Linked DNA regions of Mus musculus: region 1 is linked to region 2. A link is a contact called in public promoter capture Hi-C data. All regions are on one chromosome and are shown on one strand. Each heading gives the region's core, a stretch centred on a gene start, on an enhancer-like site or on the middle of the called end of the contact. The rest is flanking DNA. Distances are from core to core; before and after follow the strand shown. Region 1 holds the start of Lbp (lipopolysaccharide binding protein). Region 2 holds the start of Scand1 (SCAN domain-containing 1).

Region 1 (7,016 bases), core at 288-2,787, 2.0 Mb after region 2:
TTAGATCTTGAGCCACAAATACCCACAATCCTCCCTCCTAAGCAGAGACAGCCCTCCATAACTTCTTGACAATTTTGACTTTGACCAAAGGCATAGAGCCCTTCAATAGTGTCATTAGGAATGGCAAGTCCCACTTATTCCTGCAGTTTTGTCACCAAACCAGACCCAGATGCTGCCCTCTGCCTCTTGGAAGCTGGTCCTTGAGAGATGAGAGCTGGCAGGTGAGATTTATTCAGGTTTATTCAAGGGCTGGCAACCTGGATAGTCCAGGGAGCTCTAACCCTCAAAGCTTCAACATGTTCAACACAAAGAGGTTTCACAGGGAGAGAACAGACTAGACTGTGGGCAGGAAGGCTACCCATTTCTCGCAGTTTTCATGGCCCTGGGTGTGAGTCACTTTTATTTTCCTCTTACTTTCTGGCTGTGGAGCGCTTCAGTTTGGCCTCACATGCATGGGTGCTTTGTTCATGCCTTAGTATTATTCCACAGAGCCTCTGCCTCCTGCGTGCATTAGCTTTACATGCTTAGGGCTTTTCCGTGTCAACCCTCGGGGCAGTTCAGGGGAGTTGTGTTAGTTTATACTCAGGAGGAAAGGCTAAAGAGGACAGGCACTGCATGCTCTGGTGTAGTGCGAGGGTCCCTGAGGCTCTCTATTCTGTAAACCTTAGAGTGCTTATCGGGCAACATCTTTATCATAAGCTGCATTTAGAATCCTGGCACTGGGAAAGTAGAAAGGGCTTGAAGAGGATCAAGAGTTCAAGACCAACCTGGGCTACATAGGAAGACCCCCCTCCCCCATCTCAAAAAAAAAAAAAGAGAGAGAGAGAGAGAGAGGAAGGAAGGAAGGAAGAGAGAGAGAGAGAAAGAAAAGAGAAACAGAAGAATTTTCTAGAATGCAGGGAAACGGGGCACACGTGATCCTCACAAAAGGTAAAAGAGAAAGCAGAATTGGAAGGGTGACACGGCCAAGCCCAACTCTCAGAAGACAGGCACCGTCCCTCTCCCCTGCCGCCTTAGCCGGTGCTCACTCCTCTGCCCGGGTCATGCAGCGCAAGGCAGCTGACACATTAGAACTCGGACTGTTATGTACAGCAAGTTCCAGCTAGGGTCATGGGGCATCAGGATGTTCTGAGAGCTTTCGGGTGGTGTTTGGTTTGGCGTGGTGCTGGAAAGATATGCCAAGCTGCTGTTCAGACAGCTATCCCATTGCAAGGTTGGGAGGAGAAGTCCCTATTTAAACAAACAGTTAAAAGAACGGAGAGCAGGGGAAGACAATCCTACTTTTCCTTCCTGCTTTCATGGGCTGGGCTGTGACCCTGAGTGAACCTCAAATTCCTGTCTGTGACACCAGGCCTTCCTAGCAGAGAGTCAAGAAGGTTGGCAGAGGCAATGCAGAACCTCCAGAGAGTGTGGGGTTTCCCCCTTCTCCATGCAGGGGAGAATGGGAGTGGCTTATCCCCTTGGCACCAGGCCTGCCCTCCTAACCTGTGCAGTGATCACAACAATGACCCTCCCCCACCCCCCACCTCCCACCCCTGTGGTGTCGCAAGAGGGTTCCAGTCAGTGGGCCTCTCTTTCCCTGGGCCTCTCTTTCCTGCTCCCAGGAGCCCGCCCTCCCTCAAGAACCGCCCCCTAGCCCTGGGCCTTGACTAGTTAAGAACACCAGAGCCAGCCCACTCTGTCACAGTCCTCACTCCCCCACGGAGCATCCAGGATGAAGGCTGGGACTGGACCTCTGCTCTCTACATTGCTGGGGCTGCTGTTCCTGTCCATACAGGGAACTGGCGGTGTCAACCCCGGTGTGGTGGCCAGGATCACCGACAAGGGCCTGGCCTACGGTAAGAAGCCATAATATAGGCTGGCCAAGGAGGCGGGACACCAGGCACAGCCTGGATGTGAAGGGCATTGTCCCTCTGGTAGGGAGTCTGCTATACGGGTATGTGGCAATAGCTGCCATCTGGCTGGTCACTCTCCAGATATGTGACCTCAGCCCATAGCTTGTATTTTGAGGGCTGGGGGGAAGGTTTGGGGTCCAGCAGCTGAAGCAGGAGGTAAGAGAGATAAGCAGGTAGCAGTGGGCAGATAGGCTGGGAAGAGAAGGCAGACAGCCGAGGTAAACAGCCCCACACAGCAGCTGGAACCAGTTCTTTGGAAGAGTCTTGGTGGAATTTGAAACCATCACCTAAAACCACAAATCCTAAGTGAAGGCAGTTAGAGACTGGGAGGGCCAAGCAAGGCTACGGACGGGGATGGGATGTGCCCCCTTGGCATCTGAGTGGCAGTCATGTGACTTACCAAACATTAAAACTTATTGATCAGTGATTGCTTCAAGGTGAGCACTCCTTAGGTACCTTTATGCATGTCACTCCCAACTTCCCTCCCTCCCTCCTTCCTTCCTTCCTTCCTTCCTTCCTCCCTTCCTTTTTAAATGTTCATGTATTGCTGTCCTGGGAATTGCACATGCTAGGCAGGTACTTCATCACAGAGCTATGGCCGCAGCTGCACCTTCTCTTTTTTGTTTTTGAATTTTGGACAGCAACTCCCTAACTTACCCAGGCTAGCTTTGAACTCACACTATAGGTAAGGCAGGTCTTGAACTTGTGATTCTCCTGCCTCAGCCTCCTAAAGTAGCCTGGGTTCCATTTCTGCAACACCAGGCTTGATCCAACTTGACAAACTAAGAAAAGGTATTTAACAAGCTACTGAGAGTGACACAGAATTATCGTGTCCAAGGGGTGAGGGAGCTGGGATGTTTGTACAGCCCAGACCTATCACTTCGGTAGAGCCTCCATTGCCTAATCTAATGGAGGTCATAACACTGCTTCAGTTGAGTAGGGATAGTGGGATCTAAAACAGGCTATGGACAGAAGGGAAAATCAGGGAGGGCTTCCAGGGGGAGGCAAAGTAGAACCAGCAATAAGAACTAGCCAGGGACAAAGGGTGTCGTTCCATCAGAGGGATCCTGCCATATACACCCTAAAGAGGAGGTCTCATTGAAAAGGGTGAAAATGGATGTCACTAGTGACCTGTGTGCACTGCCTGGCTGGGTGCAGACTCCTATCAGGACACAGAGCGGGGCCACAAATAGCATTTGTTTGGGAACCCCAAGTCAGGGACATTTGTCTTCTGCCCCATTCCCTGGGCACATGTGCCAAGTGTGGGCACCCAGTGCTGGTTGTGTGGTTCTTTCCACACTTTTAGTAACATTAACCCTCCTTTGTTGTTCTGGGCATTAACTGAACATCTACTGTATGCCAGCCACGAGCTGCGAGCGCCTTTTCTGCTCGACAGGCCAGGCTCTGGGCTCCATAACGCCCATGAGAAAGTGATGCCTGGGAACTTGTTCAAAGCCACTTGGTTAGAAAACTGCCACAGGCAGGATTCTAGCCCTGAAATTCTCCAGTGATGTCTACACAGACCTAGTACTAAGGAGGACAAAAAAGAGGGCCACACCCAGGCACTCAGCACGCCTTTTCTTGGCATGTAGTTGGTAAAGGCCTCTCTGTTCTCGCCTGTAAAATGAGCCCACCCCCTGACAACCCTGCAGGAGGCGATGTGTACCTCCTGCCTTCTGTGCTGCCTGGTGTGAGTGGGCTCCGCAGCCTGTGCTGTGACTGCCGGCAGAAAGCTTCTCTAGCCAGGGATGATGGGAGCAACTGAAGAATTTGGAGCACAGGGCAAGAGGCATGGTGGCCAGACTGACCTCAGTTTTTCCTTGTCTGCAGCGGCCAAGGAGGGGCTGGTGGCTCTGCAGAGAGAGCTGTACAAGATCACACTACCGGACTTCAGCGGGGACTTCAAGATCAAGGCCGTGGGTCGTGGGCAGTACGAGTTTCATAGGTGACTGGAGAGGGGACAAAGCCCAGGAGTGGGACCTGGAAACCTCTTGGGTCAGGCAGTGGGGGGGGGGGGGGGCTTCAGATGGGCTTTCTCAGGGGGAGCTGGATCCCTGCATTCAACACACAGCAGTGTGAATGCCTCCTGAGTGTGTGGCCTGAGTCTCAGTTTCCTCATCTGTATAATGGAACTGATTGATGCTGCCCTCTCCCTCAGGGTGTTAATTCAGGACCTGGCTACTTTGAGTGACCTGGAAGGGAAGATAGGCTTAGAACTTAAAATGAAGTGTCCTGAACACTAACACTGCCTTTTGTGGATGGTGCAATCAGGGAAGGCTTCCCAGAGGAGGGAGCACCTAAGCTGAGTTTTCAAGGTTGGGACCTGGTGGTTTCCTATGGGCAGCCCTGGGTCCTCCCAGTCTCCTCTGAGGGCTATCACAGGCTTTCTTAAATCTGGCCCCCTTCCTAGGCAAGAGAAGCACTGAGTTGCCATCTGACACAGTATGCCTATGGGCCCTCGCCAGGATACTGTCACAGGCCACTGAGGATCACAGGGCCCAATCCTGCAAGCCACTGAGCCCATTTCTCAGAGTGTAGTCCCCTATTGTGAAAAGGGGGTGAGCCCAGTGCCAGCCTGCTGCAGGGTCCCAGCGATGTGAGGAGGGTTGTCTGAGGCCTGCCAGGGTTAGAAAGAACTCTGAAAGTCAGGGAGCCTGGTGCTGTGCCAGACAAGGCAGTGACAGGAAGCGTGGTTCCAGGGAAGCTGTGTCCGGGCACCAGCCTGATGCCTCCCTCCTCTCTCCCTACAGCCTGGAGATTCAGAACTGTGAGCTGCGTGGCTCCTCTCTGAAGCTGCTCCCAGGCCAGGGCCTGAGTCTCGCCATCTCTGACTCTTCCATCGGTGTCCGAGGCAAATGGAAGGTGCGCAAATCCTTCCTGTAAGTTAAGTTCCATCTACCCTTGGGCCCATGACTTTGGCCTTTGTTCCTTCTTCCTGGGTCATCAGAAAGACCACATGATGGACAGACAGGTGTAACCCAGGCCCCAGTGGGGGCCGGAGTCCGAGTCCCGAGTTTCTTTCTCTCTAGATTCCACATCTTCTAAGGGGACAGTCCTGCTTCCCTGAGGGCTCTGAGTAAACTTAGTGAGACCACGTTGGCCTGTTTGCACACAGATCTAGATCCTAAGGCTGGGACTCCCATGAGGTAGAGCTGTCCTTGGGAAGTGGCTGTCTGTGCTCTCCCTCAGAGAGAGGCCCTGACCAGGAGCTGTAAGCTTAGGGACAGTCAGAGCTCATGGCGCAGGACTGGGAGACAGCTCATCAGTGACCCTAGCTCAGCCTGCTCACCCTCCTTCCTCTGCCCTGCATCACGGGCTATTCGGGGCCATTAGCATTCCAGCCCTTAGATGAGGTAGCCCCATGAAGACACACACATGGGTGACTTAAGAGCTGTAGAGGTCAGAAGGTGAAGGTGAAGGAGGCAGCAGGCCTCTCTCCTCAGCCTGAACATGGCTTGTGCTTGCCACACTTCCATGTGGGCTCTTGACCGCTCTGGTCTCTCCTTTCTTGTATCTTGACTGCCTATGACCGTGGTTTTCAACCTGTGGGTTGTGACCCCTTTGGGGCAGTAAATGTGTTTCACAAGGGCCACCTAAGACCATTGGGAAACACAGATATGTACATAACGATTCGTAATAAAATAGCAAAATTACAATTATGAAAATAATTTTATGGCTGGGGGTTGTTATACCATGAGGAACTGTATTAATGAGTCACAGCATTAGGACAGTTGAGAACCACTGTCCTATGAGGACCCGCCCTCCGTGCCTCTATTAATCTCTCCAAAGGGGCTGTCTCCATGTGAAGTCACTCCCAAGAGGTACGGGGGCGTGGCTCTAACACGTGCACTTGAGGACACAGTTCAGCCCAGGGAGGAAGAGCTGGCCAGTCTTAGCCTGGTGGTCTGGTCACATCTGCTCCTAAGACCTGCAGTGTCCCACATGGCAGTTTCCAGCCACGTGTGTTTGCAAAGTGCCTGGTATGAACAGAGCCCCACCAGAAGTGTGAAATGGCTAGGTTTACAGATTGAGTATAAAAGTGGAAGAGGAACAAATCTTACTAATTCTTACACAAGGCACTGCCGTTTACACACTGAAGTGGCTGCATCCATTACTACACTTATTTGGGCAGTTGGGGCGCAAGCTCAGCAGTTAAGAGCACTGGCTGCTCTCTCAGAGGACCTGAGTTCTGGTCCTGGTTTCCGGTCAGGCAGCTCACAGCTCACTATAACTCCAGCTCCAGGGGATCTGATGCCCTCTTCTGGTTTCCATGGGCACTCAAACACACAAACACATAAATAAAAATAAATCTGCAAAAATTAGTTTTGCCTCCCTCTCTGTTGTTTCAGTGGGGTCACTAGGCGTTTGTAAGTGGCCTGTGTAACTCACACCAGCGTCTGTTGAAAGTGCATGTGTGTGTGGCAACTGTGTGCACTCTCTATTTCACCAGGGACACTGGACCACACCCCTTCCTCCATCCTTTGTCTCCAATCTGCCCTTAACCTTTCTTCATGACATATGAAGTTCTGTTCTATTCTCTTTCAAAATTGCTTTTTTACTTATTGCATGTTTGTTTGTTTGGTTGGTTGGTTGGTTGGTTGGTTGGTTTTGTTTTTTTGAGACAGGGTTTCTCTGTGTAGCCCTGGCTGTCCTGGAACTCACTCTGTAGACCAGGCTGGCCTCTGCCTCCCCAGTGCTGAGACTGAAGGCCTGTTCCACCACCAACCAGAGCCTTTTTATTTTTTTCATGAAACTCACAAAGTGTGGTACTGATCGTTTGACACATGTACATTAGTGGCTTTCGAGCACAGTCACAGGGTTGTGGAATCATGGCCTCTATGCGGTTCTCAAATATTTGCGTCACCCCAAAGAACTGTCATAACTACTCCCTACTACCCACTCTGTCCCCCAAACCCCAGCCTGCATAGCTCCTCCTGTCCTGGACCTCTGCTGTGAACTTGATCACACGCACCACGTGTCTGTCCCTGTCACTTAGGCTTCGAAGTTCATCCACCTCTCTATGCAGGTTGACATTTTATTCCCTGAATAGAGGCGTCTCACAAATAAACCATATTTTGCCTTGTTACTTTAAAAAGGTGCCTGGGACATGGAAGCCCAAAG
Region 2 (6,472 bases), core at 3,179-5,678:
ACTGTAAAGATTTGTTACAAAGAAGGTGGGAATTACCTTACTTTATGTCTCATCCGCAAACTTGCAACTCTGTTGCTTGTTTCCCTCCTCCCTGGAGGCTGGGGTAGCAGTCGCCACTCCAGCCACTCCACTCTTTCAATTCCCCGTCTGTGTTACTTTATGAGATGAAGGTAATTATGCTGCTTATGGTCCAGGTACAACCTCTTTGTACCTTCACAGAGATGTTTGTGTTGTTTCTTGTTTCGCAGGTTCTGGTTCCATGTGTCATTGCTATGTTGTTTGCTTGGTTTTATCTTATTAGGTGAAATGTAAAAGGTTCCGTGCTGTGAGGACTTCATTTTCACCAGTTTTTGTATCACTAACGGTAAACTTTGTTTGATTTATTCATCAACATCCACAGATTCATTATCAGTTTTGTAATCTGTAATGTTCTAGGCTGCAAATATTTACTATGTAAACATTAAGGAGCCAATGTCGGTAGCTACCAACAGCAGCACCTCTCGCTGCCTTAGGAATGGTTAAGTTTCAGGCCTAACAGGCCATCATGGCCATAAATTCAGGCTTGTGTACAGAGAAGCTTCAGGGAATGAATGCCCTTATCTAAAGATCTGTTCACCATCTGATACAAAATGTGCTGTGGAGCAAGCATGAGGTGACCTGGCATAGCTTAGGGAATGTGTGATGTGTAATTAAGCCAACACAGTCCCTTACAAGAGGCTGCTTCCCACTGCTCACATTGATGTCTTCTTGTGGGAAGAAGTGCTCCAAGAGTACACATGCCATCACGGTTCTGGATAATTTATCATAGAGCTACATTTTGAGACTTGTATGATGATTGTCTGAAAGGGAAAGAAACAAGATACTTAAAGCTACAACTGTGTGAGGTATGATGATTGTTAGATACTAATTTGGGGCCATCAAAGTGGCTTAGTTGGGAGAGGTGCTTGCCACCAAGCCTGCTGACCTGAGTTCAAGACCCAGGACCGAATAGAGAGAATTGACACCTTCAAGTTGTTCTGTGACACACATACACACAAATGTAATAAAGGATTTTAAATTGAGGTTTTTCTTTTTATGTAACTACTCTTAAGTATCACATCTGGGGAAGCTGTAACCTTGAAGGCAGTCAGTTTTGTGTGGTTCAAAGAAGGAAGCAGAAACTGAATGATGCTAATCTTGCCGTGTGGTCCTTACTGGGTTTATCATTTAGGTTTTGTAAAGGACATAATCTGGTTTCATTATTACTTGTTTTTAGGGAAACAAAGCAGAAACCCCATATTCTGATAACCTCAGTTCTTCCCTAACTTAAAGCCATGTTGAGGGGCTCCACTCCCAGTTCCTGGGTCAAAGTGAATTCACCCCTAAGTTGGAGCACTGGAATCTGTTGCAAACAATGTTATCATTTAGAAAGATGTGCACTACCTATGTTCTGTCTGTTAAAAAAACCTATCCACCTATAGAAAGTCACCTTGACAAAACAGTTCTGGTTTGATCAGTCATTCTTTAGTATGTATGCAAGGTGGATCCTGGCTGAGCCAACATTGCACTGTGGATACGTATCTGTGTTTACACGCTATTAGACAGAAGGCACTGTACATATGAGTGTTGCTTTCAAGCAATATTTGCAAAACATGCAAACTTCTGTATCTGGAAAAATAAAAACAGGTTCTTGTTGCTATGTGTCAGTCACATTACTGAAGTATAAAAGGTTGTGGGCTTTGTTGGTTTAGTTTAGTCTCACTATATAGCCCTGACTGGCCTAGAACTCCCAGAAATCCCGTCTCTGTTCCAAGTGCTGGTTTTAAAGTCCTGTACCACCACACCTGGTTGTTCTTTAAACAAAGTCTTGCAATGTAGTCCAGGCTGGCCTTGAGCTTATGCAACCCAAAGTTGGGCTTCAAACTTAAAATGATCCTGTCTTGGTCTCCGAGTATACCACCATAACCCAGCAAGGATTAAATGTTTTATGCATTATGGTGAGCTTGAGGCCAGCCTGGTCTACAGAGCGAGTTCGGAGACAGCCAGGGCTACATAGAGAAACCCTGTCTTAAAAAATAAAGTGCCGGGGGCTGGAGAGATGGCTCAGCGGTTAAGAGCACTGACTGCTCTTCTGAAGGTCCTGAGTTCAAGTGTGGCTCACACATTGCAGTGGAAGCTGCAGGTTTACTGCATTTTTGGTTGCTGGACACAGTGCAAGGCAGGACAGGCTGTTTCCCTAGACTGAGACTTACCTACTGCGTTCAACAAACCCAGGCTTCCTATAGACCTGAACTACCCCTCAACTAACACCCATGCCTGGGCAGAATCCTCAAAACTGGTTGTCTTCATTTCATTGCAAAATTCAAACAGGAGCCTCACAGTAAGTTCGTATTACTCATGCATTCCAGGCTCATCCCGGGGGAAACCATTGAGCAGGTGGAACATTGGAGATTGAGGAGTTTACTCATTGGTTTAAAAAATGGGGCAGAGAGGGAAGTCTTGCTCACAAGTGTGCCTCACTCCAGGGAGTTCTCTCACAGAGGAAGTTCATGAGAGGCTGATAAAGGAGAGGAATGGGCATCGGTGTCAAGGAGTCCGAAGTCCGAGGCGTCTTTTCATGATACACATTTCCGTCATGGCCATTGGTTTGTTTTTAAGGTCATGAACGCTAAATAGTTTTATGCAAAACATTTCTCAAATGACCAACACGTGTATATAGAAAGACAGGAGGCCCTGACCCATATAGGTTAAGGCAAGGAAACATGCCGAGCCTTCTCAGTCCCTGTCACAGGACACTGGATACTCTGTGTGTGTGTCTAACAAATGTGAAAGTAGAGGTCATATGAGATGGAGAAGTTAAGTGGAAATTATGTAAAGTACACATCAACTTCTCAAAAGAAAAACTGAGAAAAGCTGTTTTCAAAAAAAAAACTTACCAGGTAACCGTTGGAAGAAGAGGCTATTTCCAACAAGATTACTGGGAAAACACTGTTGTCCAGTTGTACTGATTCCAGTTACTGATCTTTAAGCATAAAGTGAAACGAGAGTTCGCTTTCCTTGGCAATATCAGTTCTGTTGCTTGAGTTTGTTTTTGAGAGGGTCTACATAGCCCTGGCTGGAACACACTATGTAAAAACCAGGCTGGCCTCAGAGACCCTCCTGCCTCTGCTTCCTGAGTGCTGAGGTTTAAAGTATGAGTCACAACAACCAACTAAATAAAGCATTTAATAGGGCCAGTTATTTTACTGCTCAGCTTCGAAACCGCTGTGTACTGCCATCTGCTGAAGCTCGGATACTAGATAGTGTGAGGCAGAGGGGAGAATAGAAGGCTAGAAAACTGAAACCTCATTAACATGGCCTTTTGCAAAACAAAACTCATGCAGGTTTAGAAAAACTGAATGTGGTCTAGATCTAGGTAGATTTCCTGCCTAAGGGCACAGCTTCGCGCAAATGCAGTGGTCCAGGAATAGCTAATCAAAAGCCTTAATCTTACAGGTTCCCAGAATCCTCTAGCTATCAGCTGGAAAGGTGGGCAACAAGTTCGTAAAATAAACCCAATAAATAAAGAACGAACGCAAGACACAGCAGACATGGGAGCTGTCAAAATTCAACTTTTATTAACTCAGGGGTAGGGTGTCAGTCCAGGGAGCCCCAGGCTCCGCCGCTCAGCCGGTGATGCGCACGTCCGCGCGGCGCCGCAGCCGCCGAGCCCGGGCCGCCTCCGGTAGAATGGCCTGCAGCTGCTCCTGCACCAGCATCTCCACGATCTGCTCCTTGGTGCGGATGTCCGGCCGCAGCCACTGGCGGGACAGCTCCCGCAGCTGCCGGAAGGCTTCCCGGGGCCCGGCCGCGTCCTGGTAGCGAAACTGCCGGAAGCGCTGGCGAAAGGTCTCGGGGCCGGGCCGAGAGGCTCCGGGCCGCAGGGCGGCGTCAGCGTAGGGCGCCGTGTTCAAAGCTGCGGGCGCGCCGGGGAGCTCCGGGGCCGGGGAGCTCCCGGAATCGGGCGACGGGGCCGCACAGTCGCCGGCTCCTTCCTGCTGCTCGGGAGGCGCCGCGGGGCTTTGGGGGTCCTGGCTGGGCTGCGGCGCCGCCATGACTACGGCTGTTGGCGTCCCCCTTTGTTTCGCAGTCCGGCGCCTCGCCTGCGTCTGCACCGGAAGGAGGTAACAGAGGGCCGCTGAAGGGCAGGGCCCGGGCACCCCAGCGGGACGCGGACTCAGGACAGGCTGCGGGCAAGCCCAGCTTACCTCGACCCGCGAAGCTCCTCGGTGGCCGGAAATGAACCGATCCGCGAATCCGGAAGCCGCCTCCTCTACCAGTCACGTGAAGTTTGATCTGGGGAAGTCCGTAGACATCAGCTCTACTGACACTAAGGATGGCGGCACTGCAAGGTCCCCATTGGAGCCGGCGGACAAGTCGGACACGACAGAGTCGAAATCTGAGTCGGGATCGGATTCCAGATCAGAGGAAGACAAGGAGAGTCCGGCCTCGATTAAGGAGATAAAGGCGGAGACACCCCAACCGAAGGACCGCCCTGGCGTGCAGGTGACCTGCGCCTCCTAGGGTAGATGCTGGTCCCTACTTGACCAGGCAGGATCTGGGGGTAGCGCTGACAGTCCTGGGTAAAGGAGGGTGATGGTTGGCTAGGGGATTGTCGGAGCTTGGGCGGATGCCCTGGGTGGGACAGCGGGACAGGGGCTCCAATTACTTTTAAAAAGATCTCTCAAGCCCGTAATCCTAGAGCTAAAGGACACCTCCTGAGCTATAAATTGAGCTGAGAATCTCATTAAACACACACACACACACACACACACACACACACACACACACACACACACACACATATACTGTCGCCTGCATAGGTGCAATTGATTTCACTTTATTTTGAGAAGGACAAAGTATTTGGGCAAGAGTCTTCAGACTTTCCTGCCCCCAAACAAGTGCTCAGGGCTTCTTTGTCATTGTTTTTGCTTGTCCTCGAAAACCAAGAGAAAGAGATTCAGTGGGTACTACTTTAACTTTAAGATTAATAAGTGGGGGGCTGGAGAGATGGCTCAGTAGTTAAGAGCACTGACTCCTCTTCCAGAGGTCCTGAGTTCAATTCCCAGCAACCACATGGTGGCTTACATCTACAATGGGCTCTGATGCCCTCTTCTGGTGTGTCTGAAAAGAACAGCGGTGAATACATAAAATAAGTAAATACATCTTTGAAAAAAGTTTAATAAGTAAACTGTAATTAACGATGTCCCAGATGGTGGCCATTAGCTTCTTGTATTTACTGAATCTTTGAAAGGTAAATACCCCGAAATTGAGATGTATTAAAATGTAGAATTACGCATGTGTCTGTAGGAAAAGAAAAATATTTTGTATTTATTACATATTTGAGTATGTTATGTAATTTTGTATATATGGGGGTCAAATAAACTATATTATTAAATTTTACCTGTGTCTTTTTACTTTTAAAATACAACTACTTTGAAATTTTTAAATTACACATACAGTTTATAGTATATCTTTGTTGACTAGCTGCTGTCTAGAGTGTCGGAATCAGGTGTCAGGAAACATCTTTTCTTTGCTTTAACACCCCCAGCAATAAATAGTGCCTGCCTCACAGTTGTCAGGTGGAGTAAATCAAGCTCTGGAAAAGACAGAGCTTTCAGAGCTAGGGAGATGGAGCGGTTGGTAAGGATGCTTGGGATGATGGGATGAGATGAGCGTGGTACCCAAGCATTGTGAGTCCACAGCTCTGGGCAGCCCACGAAGTTCTAGGCTTCTATCCTCCTCCGGACAACTAAGTCTTCCAGAATGACCGGGTTCATTCAGCTTCTCTTGGCTTCTGACTGAATTGCTCTGCTTGGCCTCATACTAACTTTGGCACTCTCCTCCTCCCCCTCCTCCTCCTCCTCCTCCCCCTCCCCCTCCTCTTCCTCCTCCTCCTCTTCCTCCTCCCCCTCCTCCCCCTCTCCCCTCCTCCTCCTCCTCCTCCTCCTCCTCCTTCTTCTTCTTTTCTTGAGACAGGGTTTCTCTGTATAGCCCTGGTTGTCCTGGAACACACTCTGTAGACCAGGCTGGCCTTGAACTCAGAAATCCACCTGCCTCTGCCTCCCAAGTGCTGGGATTAAAGGCGTGAGCCACCACACCCGGCTCTTGGCACTCTGTTCTAATCTTCTGGCTCATTCTGTCTTCACCTATGTCTGTCAAACTGTCCTGTTAAACTGCCAAAAACCCAACACACCACCACACCTTTTTTTCCCTCTCTGCTCTTAAGTAGTCTCTTTTCCAGTGCTGCTCTCCTGTGAGTTGGGCATGTCCAATCTCTGACTCATCCTGTCAAATCTTTCTCTGATTCAACACTTTGTCTGCCCCTTAATTTTAGATGTCACTTTCAGACCAACCTGCTTCCTTCTATAAACTAACCTTCCTTACCATCATTGTTAAGAGATTAAGGTATGTACTAAGGGATTAAAGGAATGTCATTCCAGCCGGATCACAT

What was found. Promoter capture Hi-C pulls out the DNA fragments that hold promoters and counts their contacts.
Region 1: a contact with region 2 is called in a promoter capture Hi-C map of liver, with 3 times the contacts expected there. The contact joins the promoter of Lbp here to the promoter of Scand1 in region 2. A contact is called at or near these places in 2 of 39 promoter capture datasets (both in liver).

The regions. Positions count from the first base shown.
Region 1 is chr2:158,304,956-158,311,971 of GRCm38.p6, forward strand. It overlaps Lbp (lipopolysaccharide binding protein), which reads left to right and starts at 1,538. Exons shown (of 15, transcript NM_008489.2): 1 at 1,538-1,838; 2 at 3,726-3,840; 3 at 4,646-4,774. The coding sequence starts at 1,715.
Region 2 is chr2:156,308,276-156,314,747 of GRCm38.p6, forward strand. It overlaps Scand1 (SCAN domain-containing 1), which reads right to left and starts at 4,429. Exons shown (of 2, transcript NM_020255.3): 1 at 4,227-4,429; 2 at 3,571-4,127. The coding sequence starts at 4,073. The coding sequence ends at 3,645. It overlaps Cnbd2 (cyclic nucleotide binding domain containing 2), which reads left to right and starts at 4,198. Exons shown (of 13, transcript NM_027585.2): 1 at 4,198-4,524. The coding sequence starts at 4,258. It overlaps Phf20 (PHD finger protein 20), which reads left to right. Exons shown (of 18, transcript NM_172674.2): 18 at 1-1,678.